Regions from separate parts of the Mus musculus genome. Here all the other regions are linked to region 1. A link is a contact called in public HiChIP or PLAC-seq and promoter capture Hi-C data. All regions are on one chromosome and are shown on one strand. Each heading gives the region's core, a stretch centred on a gene start, on an enhancer-like site or on the middle of the called end of the contact. The rest is flanking DNA. Distances are from core to core; before and after follow the strand shown. Region 1 holds the start of Gzf1 (GDNF-inducible zinc finger protein 1). Region 2 holds the start of Cst7 (cystatin F (leukocystatin)). Region 3 holds the start of Acss1 (acyl-CoA synthetase short-chain family member 1).

Region 1 (3,644 bases), core at 85-2,584:
ATATATACCTTTCCACCAGTCCAACTAAATGCACTCAACTTTCATCCCACAGAAATGTCGGGGCCCCTTGCTGGTCCAATAAAGCAGTCTCAGCCTGTTGAGCTAGAGTTTAAATACTTCTGTCTCATTTTTCGTACACATAGATTTCCCTTTTGAATATGCTCAGTTTATTCACACAAACACTCCCTATAATACCATGCTATTATAAAGATTAAGGGACTCCCAGCTCAGGGTTGGTTCATCAGCATATCGAAGCCTGCTTGGCTCATAGGAGCTGCCATGTGGTTGGCTCCATAACACATCTTGAAAACATTACATTATTTCAAATCACACAAAATGGTTTTACTTATATTCCAAACTGGGTTGTAAATCGAGATTTCATTCTTCTGTGTAGCAAAACAGTTTATGGCTTATCACACACACACACACACACACACACACACACACACGTGTATTCCAAGATATAATCATCAATATCTATTGAAGTCATAGTTTAAACTAACTTCACCTTGTAAGAACTTTTATTTCAGGTAATTGGCTTAATTCAGTGGCTAGATCGCCTCTTTGCAGCAGGAGCTAGTTAAAAGAACAAGGCATTTGGGAAGTTGAAGGAGCTATCAATCTCGTGGGCATTTCTACTTGAAATAGCCGGCTTCCACCCTAGAGAAAGACACGGTCTGTATTAAGACAGAGGCCAGTTAGTTTTCTAGAGGATTAGATATATTTTAAAGGGAGGAAAAAGCACTGTTTCGCTAAACTAAATGTTCAACGAAAGAAGTGACCAGAGACATTCTATTCTCAGCAAGAAGAGGTCTAGCTGGCTGGTGGCAGTAGGGAGGCGACTTCGTAAAGCTTTAGCAGTAGGTGGAAGCATGATCAACATTTACCGGGAACTGGAAGTGTCAGGCAGGATTTTCTAATGACCAGGTTTTAATTAAGATCATGAGTGGGATTTAAAGCGGAATGATTCAAGAAATACAAAGCTGCGCCAGCCTTCCCATCCCACCCCGGCCGTGCCCTACGCCAAGACTTGACCCACCGAGGCACCCCGGAAGGCTAGAAAAATCCTGCTTCCAGCAACCTGCTGACCAATGCCTAGCTGCGCAGCTGGAGCTTGTCCCAACTTTGTCAAATAGCTCTGCCCCCAACCACTGCGGTGTTCTGCGCAGGCGCGGCCTTGGATAGACGCTGGTGGTAAATCCGGGATCTGCTAGCTAGGGGCCCTGCTCAAACTCACGTAAGATCACGTAACCAACGGCCGGAACCGCCTTTGCAGCTGGAGGTGCGCGCGCAGCGCCTTCCTAGCCTACGGGGGGCGGAGCCCACTAGGGGGCGGGGCGCGCTCGTGGCGACCAATCCGCGGACCCTGCGGTCCGCTGTCCCTGCTGGCCTGGGCCAGGGTACGGGTCCGTGGAGGCACTGGCTAAGAGGTGAGCGTGCTGCCGACTGGTTCGTCTTCTAGGCTGTCCTCTGTCTTCTGTCCCTTGGAGCGGCGGGCTGTGGGGGATGTAGGCACAGGACGGGGAGTACGGGGGTGCGGCGGGACAGGCCGAAATGACCACGCAGGCTGGACTCTGGAGGCCGGAGGAAGGGCTGGACCTTGCCGCCAGAGTTCATTCTCCCTGCGGCTTTGGAAGATCATCGGTGGTCCGGGACTCGGGGTAGCCAAGGTGGGGTCAGAGGTGGTGCAGTCAGAGAGGCCACCGACACCGACCTTTATTCCCTGCCTGAGAGCCAGGATCCCTCTAGGGTGGGCAGGCTGCGGAGAACAGCGTCTCCTGGAGGCCTGGCCTGGGAGTCCCGACCCCGGGACTACTAGGCGACCTTGGTGAGGAGGCTAGGCCCACCCTGAGACGGCCGAATGCCAATGAGTTACAATGGAACACAGCTGTCACTAGACCTCAAATAGCCGCTCGCTATGACCGGTGTCTGCCCCCAGGGGAGGTAAACAGGGAAATCTGCTCAGGGCCTTCTTGGCTGATGGTGAAGTCGCTGCCAGATCTCCTGGAAGAACTTCGATTTCCCTTGAGGGACCAGGGCGAGGTGTTAGGAAATCAGGCTGGCCGTATGGGCATCGGGCCAAGAGGGGTCTTCAGCTTTAGTCTTCAGGCTGGGGCCGGGGATTCTGAAGAGCATTGGCCCTTGAGTACTTGCCTCTTGTCTCTCTCATACCAGTATTTCCTTTATTTAAGCTTCCTCTGTAGGTAGGTAGTGTTCCCTGTAGAGTCCCCTTTAGTCAACATGACATTCCACAGGTGCCAAATTTACAATTGCACTCTCTAGGAGTCTTTTCTGTGTTTGAGACTGGAGATTTTGGGTAGTGGTCTCTTGAATGAAATGGAGAGGCAATGGCAGATCCAGGTAGACATATGGAATCCAAGGTGATGTCTAGCGTCAGGTGAAGGAGATCTAGGAATGCTCTGGAGGGTGGAGACTTGGAGACCCATGTAAGCCTGGAAAAGGAAGTTAGATTCAGAGACAGAGGACTCTGAGAAGAGTGCACAAAGCAGAAGACAGGAAGTTGGGCTAGCATTTTGGAATCCAGGACAGGAATCTTGGGGGATATGTTAACTGCAGGGGAATAACCTTTCATTTGGTGAAGCTGGAGTTGAGGGGGTTGTTGACAAACTATAGTTGAACCAAGACGGGCATGAGGCTCCGGTTCAAGATGCCCATCAGCCAGCTAATCATACTGGCCTGTCACCCGTAAGATGAGATGTCCTTTACAGGTGTGTAGGAAGCCCACCATGAACCAGCAAAGGTCAGACAAGTTGGAAGTGTTTGCTATGTTGTGTTCCATAAAGGCTCAGAATGGCTGGGTCTTCAAGAGGAAGAAGTGAACGTCCAGAGAAGCTTCCCACTTGCTCAAGGTTACACAGTTTGTAAACGCTCTGGAACTTGAATTATTTCAGGAGAGCAGCTCAGTTTACCTGGTGTTTAAGGACATTGCAAATAAGGATGGGTTTTAAGCTATTTTTCTAGGAAGTGCTGTTTTCAGTGGTAAAAGTGATTATCAAATAACAATTTCTTGCTCAAAAAAACCCAACTAGATGTAAATTTTCCTATACTTTGGAATATGTCTTTGAGTAGATTAGAAAATAACCTTGATAAGCAAATTACTGCCTTAATGAGTTTCACTAAAGGTGAACTTATCATTTGTGCTCAGCACTGGGGGAAGGCTTGCCAGTATTGTTTTCATGAGAATATTTCTCATGAAAGCCTTTCTGGGACTTTAGAAACTGATAAGAAGTGAAGTGTAATTGGACTCTGTGTTCTATATGTGTTTTTTTTTTTAAGATCCATTTTGTTTTTAATACTATGCACATTTCTTTGTTAGGGTATGTGCAAGTGAATGCAGGTGTCTGAGAAGTCAGATCCCCTAAAACTGGAGGTAGAGCAGTTGTGAGTCACCCAGTGTGGGTGCTGGGATTAACCTTGGGTTTTCTGCAAGAACAGCATGTACTTTTCTTAGCTGCTGAGCCAACTCTTCCACCCTATCTTTGAGTAATGGTTGTTGTTGTTTTGAGATAGGGTCTCATATAGTTCCGGCTGGCCTCAAAGTTGGCCAAGATTGGTTTTGAACTCCTGTCTTCCTGTCTTTACCTTCTAAATGCTGGGATCCTACCTGGCAGTGTTGGTTATAG
Region 2 (3,335 bases), core at 263-2,762, 1.9 Mb after region 1:
GAATCTTCCATTCCAACGTACAGGATCCCATTCTTTTGCAAGCAGTGTTCTCACTCCCAAAGCTTCCTGAAAAGCTGGACTTCAACGTCTCTCCGGATAACTGGAGGATGGGACTCTGCATTTTATTTTCAACAATCTCAAGAACTATACAAGATGAGGTTCTCCTTAGGGACTCCGCAGAAGCTTTCAGACTTTATGTAGCACAGAGGCGGGGAATTCAAATCCCTGAATTATCTTTGTACTGCACCACACTGGCCTGAAGACCAAGCAGCCAGCCTAGCTCCATCTCCTGCTCCCACCTAGACTACTGATGCTCTGGTTACTGCTAGAAATACAACACGTGGATTATGTTCTGACTCCCAACCTCTCAGTGGATGTTTGAAACTGAAGCGGGCACTACTCTATCCCATTTATACTGAAGACATTGTGTCCCAGACCCTAGCAGCCAAAAATAAGGATCCCAAGATCAAACAGGAAAGGACCATGGGGGGTTGTCATAACAGCTACTACTTACTGAATACTACCTGCAGCACCCAGAAACCTATTGGGACCTCAGATTACATAGTTTGTCCATGTCCCGCAGACCCTATCTGCCCTGTTTGGAATTTAGTAGGATCCAGCACAATTCACCTGGCTCAGACCCCCTCCACCGCTGCCCCGAGCATCCAGGATCTGACTATATCTGTATGTCAGGCAGCCTGGGAGGCCCATGTGTCTCCTGGGGGCAAGTAAGACCCCAGGCATCCTTCCACACTACCTTCCTAGCCTAGTTCTGAGAGACGAATATACCTCTCCACACTGAAGCCGATTACAGCTTGCTTTCCTCCTACCCTGAGCCTTTATGCAAAAGAAACTCCAATGTTTCACAAGTCCCCAGAGGTAACTGAGGTGCATGGGCTGTTCCTAGTCTAATGACAGCAAAGCCTAGATTCAGATTCAGATAACTGGGTATAGGTACCCACTCCAAACCATGGGCTGAAAGTAGAGGCATGGCCAGAATCAGACCTCTGTCTACGTAATTTCATCTCCTTAGAAGGCTTTGAGCCCAGAGTGGGCCATGATCAGTATCTCAGCTCTCACGGTGCTGAGCTCCTGTTTGAGGCACAGAAGCCACGTGCCAATGCTCCTCCCAAGGACTTTGGAAAGTATGAATAGCTTTCCTGCAGATAACCCCTCAGACCCGGACAGCATAGTTTCTTGTCTCTTGAAGGGGGCTATTCTGAATACTAGAATGCAGGAGGGGAGAGAGTCTATAAATGTAGAAGGACAGTCAAGTGACTACTTTTGAAAATCCCCTGGTTTCTTCACATCAGCATCCCCCGTGTGTGGTGAATGGTAGGAAACTGCCTCCTCCCACCCTGGGAAGGAGAGAGGGTGCTGCGCTCGTGGGTCTCACTTCTCTCCCCCTGCCTCCCCCTGCAAATGATCACAGCTTGGAAACTTCTTTAAAGGAAGTGGTTGCTCTTGTGGCCCCAAGTCCTGAAGATGAAGCGCTTCTGGTTAAAATGATTCAGCAAGAAACCACGCCCCACTGAAGCTACCCCACCATGCCCTGGTCCTGGAGCTGTACTTGCCGAGCACTTGGCCCACTACATGCTCCCTGCATTTCCCCAGCCATGTGGCTGGCCATTCTGCTTGCCCTCTGCTGCCTAACTTCTGACACCCATGGGGCACGCCCCCCAGGTAAGAGAAGGGTCATCTGGCCCCATCCCAGAGTACTGTTCTGACCACCTTCTAGTAGTAGAAGTATGGGGACCCTGGCCTGTTAGTCTTGCATCTTTCTTAGGACACTCTTGGAACCCTGAGAAAGACCCTGGCAAGGGGCTGGGGATCCTGGCAGCAGCTACTTCTAAGCAGAATAGACATCAGGGATCAAGCATAACAGCAGCCACAGGGATAAAGAGAACAACTTCTGTTCTCTTCTGTTCAAGGGCCTCACTCAGTCTATATCTGACAGCTTTACTTTTCTAACTGACTTTACTGCAGAGACCCCAGTAAGATAAGTATTGTGCAAGTCAGCATGCTAGTGGCCAGTGAGGGGTGGCAGTCGCCTGTGTTGGAAAGCTGAGATGCAACCAGGCTAGCTAACTTGCTAACCATCAGCCATGAGTGCCTGTTTCCCTACAGAGAGCTGGAAGATGTCTGCCCCAGCAAGCAGATTCAGCACATAGATAAAGTTTGAGGGCCCTGCCTCTAACTGACAAAAAAGCTGATAACTGACCATCTCCCAGTAGATGAAGACAGCGCTTATGCATAAGGCTTTTGTCATTCTTCCTCCTTAAAGCAGGCTGGGTCTGGTCACTGGGAGGCAGTGAAAGGGAATACCCAAGAGACACCAAGGACATAGAATCCCCCTTCACAGCAATTAGGTGCAAAGAAGTAAGTGTAGAGACACAGTAGGGCATAGCCTCCAAATCCAAGACCCAAGTAGATGCTGTGAATGGGGCACTGTGGAGACAGGGCAGTAATGGGTAGGGGAGCTTCTGTTCTGAGGATGAGGATGGACCACAGCAGCTCGGGGGGGGGGGGTCATTGGCAAAGAGGTAGTTAACTGGTAAAAGAGGAGACAGCACTAAGCACGGGCCAGGCCACAGACCTTGCCTCTCCATGCCCTGCTCCCTGTGGCCTTAGTGCTCACTAGGAGGCCCTTCCTGGCCTACCTACGATTCCTCTGCCCCAGTTGTCCAGAGAGAAGCTTGGGCAGAAGCTGGTGTTCATGCTGCAAAGCCCTCTTGGCCTATGTGAGAGATCTGGGGAAGACATTGGTACTGGCTATCTCACCGATCCTAGGGTTTCGGTTTTTTATACTCGGTGTTTTGACGATGCTGTGTTTGCCTCCTCTGAGGCCTAATTCAACAGAGTGGCCACATCTACCACATTATAGTTAACACCACAGGACAGCTGTTGGGGGAGATATTGGAGGACTGTCAGTTCCCTGTCTCTACCACGTTAACTTCCCCCAAATTTGTGAGCTGAAAGGAATCTTCTCCATTCACCTGCCCTCAACAGCTTCTCTGAGCCACCCCCTTCAGGCCTCTCTGCCCAGACCCAAATAAACACCACCCTCACACTGGAACCTGGGAATACTACAAGCCCCATATACACCATCTGAGAAGTTTGGAACTTCCTTCAGCCTGCCCTTTGAGATGCCAGTAACTGGTTCTTACCTGAATGTCTTAGAGAAAGTAGCTCAGTGATGATCTCACAAAGTGCTTATAGGCCTGGGGTACTCCCAACAGTGCCCACCATTGCCTGCAAGTCAATGGCCAGGCCTTTGCTCTGCTGTGCTAATGAACCACATCTCTACCCACTATGGTACCTCCCTTCCTGATGCT
Region 3 (3,480 bases), core at 331-2,830, 2.0 Mb after region 1:
AATAAATAAATAAATAAATAAATAAATAAAAACAGACCCTATAATTTCTGAATATATTAAATCAGAACTGCTACAGCTTATTGATCACCAGTAAGCCTGGACAGGTTACTGTATCCCCACCCCCAGCACTGCGGTACAGACAGCATAAGAGGTGAGTATTGCTTTCTCATTTTACAAATGGGGCGATTGAGACGCACCAAAGCTGAAGAGGTAGTGAAACTGCAGACACCAGATTCCACCTCTAACTTTGGTCCTTAAACAAAGCATCACCTGCCACCTCGTCTTAAAGACCTTCAGTTCGTCCCTTACGCATCTCTGACCCATCCAACCCTCGCTCCCATCCCACAGGAATGCAAAAGTTCCCAACCCTCTGCTGTGCACCAGAGACACAGCCTGTCTGTCCAGCCCCTCTCAGTCCAACCCCTCCTTCAGTTCTCGGCTCCTCCGTGTGTTTCCCTGCCTCCACCCTCAGCAGAATCCGGGCTCATCAGAAAACTGACAGCTAGAGTGACTGATGTGTCTCGTTTAGAGATCAAGGGGGAGGCTGGTACATAGTCCAAGCTGGCTTTGAGTTCAGCTCCTCTTGACTCAGACTCCGGAGAGCTGAAGTTACACCTGCCTTTGACACTGTAGACGTTTGTTTTTGGGGTGCAGTTCTTAGACCGAGAACTTCCTGCCCACATACCCCAACCGGAGGAGATAAGCAGTTCCCTCCCAGGGGCTGACACTTTCTTCTTCCTGCACCCACCAAGCTCTGTTTACACTGCAAGGTTTGTCCTCAGGGGAGCCTCGAGCCCTAGCACCTGCAGTTGCCGATAGCAACCTATGTACTTTGCGTTTACCCTGCTGATCTGGGGGCCCTGAGTCAGAAAAGCCTGGACTCTTGGAGCATGGGCTCTCTCCATCTAGGCCTATCTGGGGTCCTAAGCTTTGTGTCTGAAGACAAAGCCCCCTAGAATCTGTGTTAGGGTAGAACACTCTGAGGTTAAACCGGGTATCCCCAGTTTCCCGCTAGAGACAGCGCTGCAGACTTGGGAGGGTAACTGCTGCTTCGCCAGCTGCAGTCTCTAGATCCGGTGGAATACAGAACAAAGTGACGTGACCCAAGGATTAGGGTGGGTGGTGAAGCATTCTGGAGAAAAGAGCCAAGGCCTGGGGGCAGCTGCTACTGACTGGAGCCTCCCGAGTCTCGGCGAAAATGAGCTGGACCCAGCAAGGCACTCACCAGACACATTCAACTGGCCTCCCAGGAACCAGCCGATCTTGCCCGTCCTGAAGTCACAGTCCCAGACAGTATGGTAAGGAGTGTCCCAAACTAGTGTGTCACGGGCCAGCGGCCCCCAGAAGGCGGCCGGCTCCTGGGCTGCCTGAGCGCTCAACGCGGGGTACGAGCCTGGTTGCGCTGCTGCAGGAACGCAGCCCGGGAGTCGGGTGGCGGTCGAGCGGGACACGCTCAGTGACCACCCCGATTGTCCAGAGCGCCCTTGCAGGCCACGCAGCAGTCGCCCCACACCGCTGCCGAGGCTGCGCGCCGCCATCTCGCCCGACGCCCCACGCGGGTGCGGTAGCCTGAGCGCCCCTAAGAGTCTCCACGGCCCCGCCCCGGCTCCGCCCCCGCGGCCACCACCCACTACTTCTCTCCCGGAGAAGCAGCTTCCTTGAGCCTGCCCCTTCCCACCTCTTCCCTCCTGGACAGGGACTCCGGGAGGTGGGTAGAACTAGGTTTTGTTGTGCGCCCAGTCCGGGGCTAGCCCGCGCTCTCGGCTTCAGTTTCCTGGGTTTCTGCGATCTCTTTTTACAGACCAAATAACTTTCTGGCTGGCGACAGAAGCTGCAAGTACACGGTTGGCCCAGCCTCCGGACCTGGGACACAGGCAGCGCTCTGAGATAAGATTGGGAACGCGTCTAAGTGGTCATAAGAGCGAAGCAGCTCACAGATGGTGTGGATGAACCGTCAGTTGGTTCAGCATACCATAGATTGAAGTCAAAGCTTTCCTCCTTAGGAGACCTTCTGAGAGTAAAGCCCTCTCCCAATGGTGTGGGCCTGTACAACCATGCCACACACACATAAATCACCCGCAGCGGGCTAAAGGGCTGATGAGCAACCCTGGGGGCCTTCAAACAGGAAAGGAGGTGCTATGAAGGCCTGAGTCCAGTAACAATATTTTGGTTACCAGCTGCTGACCTCTGCCAGGGCAGGTACCACTTCCTTGGGACCCTTTGCTGATTCCAGGTGGTGGGAAGCTATGGGAAAGAATAAATCAATGTCCATATCACATTGGGCCTCGTTGACCATCAGCTCCGTCATGAAGTTCAAGTTTTTGTTACTGAATAATCAAGAGTAAAAAGAAATGTGTCTCTACCAAATACTTAAGAAGTGAATAAATAATAAAAAAAATAAACACTAGAGGTCGGAGACTTTGGAAAACTGGTTTGTGGAGTTCTTCGGGCTGGCAAAGACTTTTTCCTGTTGGCAATGACAGCTGTAGATAGGTAGTTTCCTTGGAGGGGATACTGTGGGCAAGCTGCTGAGGAGGAAGGCGGTGCCAACAACTAGCACAGGCATATGTCCTGCCCTCAGCCAAGCACTTGTCCTTAATTCAAAAGTTAGGCAAGTGGGCACAGTGGTGCACATCTGGGGTCCCAGCTATTCACGAGTCCAAGGCAAAAAGATCACACCCTGGAGACCATGAGTTTGAGAGTAGCCTGAACAACATTGCTAGTCTCCACCTTAAGAAACCAAATCAAACCAAAAGCTAGGCTAGGGCCAGAAACAAAACAATGGAACACAGAAGGTTACATAGTGCTCGAATAAATAAGGAAGCACTCAAGCTAATAAAAAGAGACTTATAAAAGAGCACATTTTAGTTGAACACATAAAGCTATAGGTAAGAGAAAGGGCAGACTCTGCCAGGTGGTCTGAGAGATACCCACCAACACTTCCTCCTCCAGTGTGTACTCGGCATTTCCTGCTCCACCAAGACCAGGAGACTGAGCTGGAGGTGTGGAAGCTGAGTTGGGGGTGTGGCTCAGAGACAAAACACCTGCCTAGCATGCACAGGCCCTGAGTTCTACTGTCAGCATGCATAACCCTCTAAAAGGATGAAGATCCAGGCTAGCTGACCTCCTAGCTTTACTCCAGAGGACATGGCAGAAGTGATACTTTGACAGGCTGGCTAGATGCCAAGGCTGTGTTGAGGAAACCCTGTGTGCTGCTTCTTTTTTTTTTGGTTGGTTGGTTCCCAGCTGCCATGGTGTGAGGGAGTTGGTCCTGCCTTCTGGGGGCAAAGAACCCACAGAGAGACTGAGTTGCACCAGCCCACAACCAGGAACAGCTCTGGACAGATGTGCATCCACCTTGGCTGCTCTATACCAGGTATGGAGCCTCACCCTCAGCACAAAAGGCCTTTCTAGTGATTTGCGAGGTTGGAAGAAGTCTCAGATAATCTTAACTTTATTACTCAGCTGTAGCTAGCTGGC

Evidence for each region. Promoter capture Hi-C pulls out the DNA fragments that hold promoters and counts their contacts. HiChIP or PLAC-seq counts read pairs in DNA pulled down with a chosen protein or histone mark.
Region 2: a contact with region 1 is called in an H3K27ac HiChIP or PLAC-seq map of thymic regulatory T cells, with 10 times the contacts expected there. The contact joins the promoter of Cst7 here to the promoter of Gzf1 in region 1. A contact is called at or near these places in 2 of 39 promoter capture datasets (the C10 cell line and liver), 1 of 484 Hi-C or Micro-C datasets (CD4 T cells) and 1 of 115 datasets of contacts at active chromatin or transcription factors (thymic regulatory T cells).
Region 3: a contact with region 1 is called in a promoter capture Hi-C map of pre-B cells, with 4 times the contacts expected there. The contact joins the promoter of Acss1 here to the promoter of Gzf1 in region 1. A contact is called at or near these places in 10 of 39 promoter capture datasets (the C10 cell line, the HPC-7 cell line, HPC-7-derived erythroid cells and 6 more), 3 of 484 Hi-C or Micro-C datasets (CD4 T cells and CD8 T cells), 4 of 115 datasets of contacts at active chromatin or transcription factors (astrocytes, embryonic forebrain, large pre-B cells and 1 more) and 2 of 9 other capture datasets (embryonic stem cells and liver).

What each region holds. Positions count from the first base shown.
Region 1 is chr2:148,679,786-148,683,429 of GRCm38.p6, forward strand. Gzf1 (GDNF-inducible zinc finger protein 1) reads left to right here and starts at 1,335. Exons shown (of 6, transcript NM_028986.3): 1 at 1,335-1,430. Gm46771 (a long non-coding RNA gene) reads right to left here and starts at 1,159. Exons shown (of 2, transcript XR_001783505.2): 1 at 1,040-1,159; 2 at 493-660.
Region 2 is chr2:150,568,903-150,572,237 of GRCm38.p6, forward strand. Cst7 (cystatin F (leukocystatin)) reads left to right here and starts at 1,513. Exons shown (of 4, transcript NM_009977.3): 1 at 1,513-1,683. The coding sequence starts at 1,617.
Region 3 is chr2:150,666,660-150,670,139 of GRCm38.p6, forward strand. Acss1 (acyl-CoA synthetase short-chain family member 1) reads right to left here and starts at 1,581. Exons shown (of 14, transcript NM_080575.2): 1 at 1,226-1,581. The coding sequence starts at 1,538. It overlaps E130215H24Rik (RIKEN cDNA E130215H24 gene), which reads left to right and starts at 835. Exons shown (of 2, transcript NR_040331.1): 1 at 835-1,298; 2 at 1,802-2,273.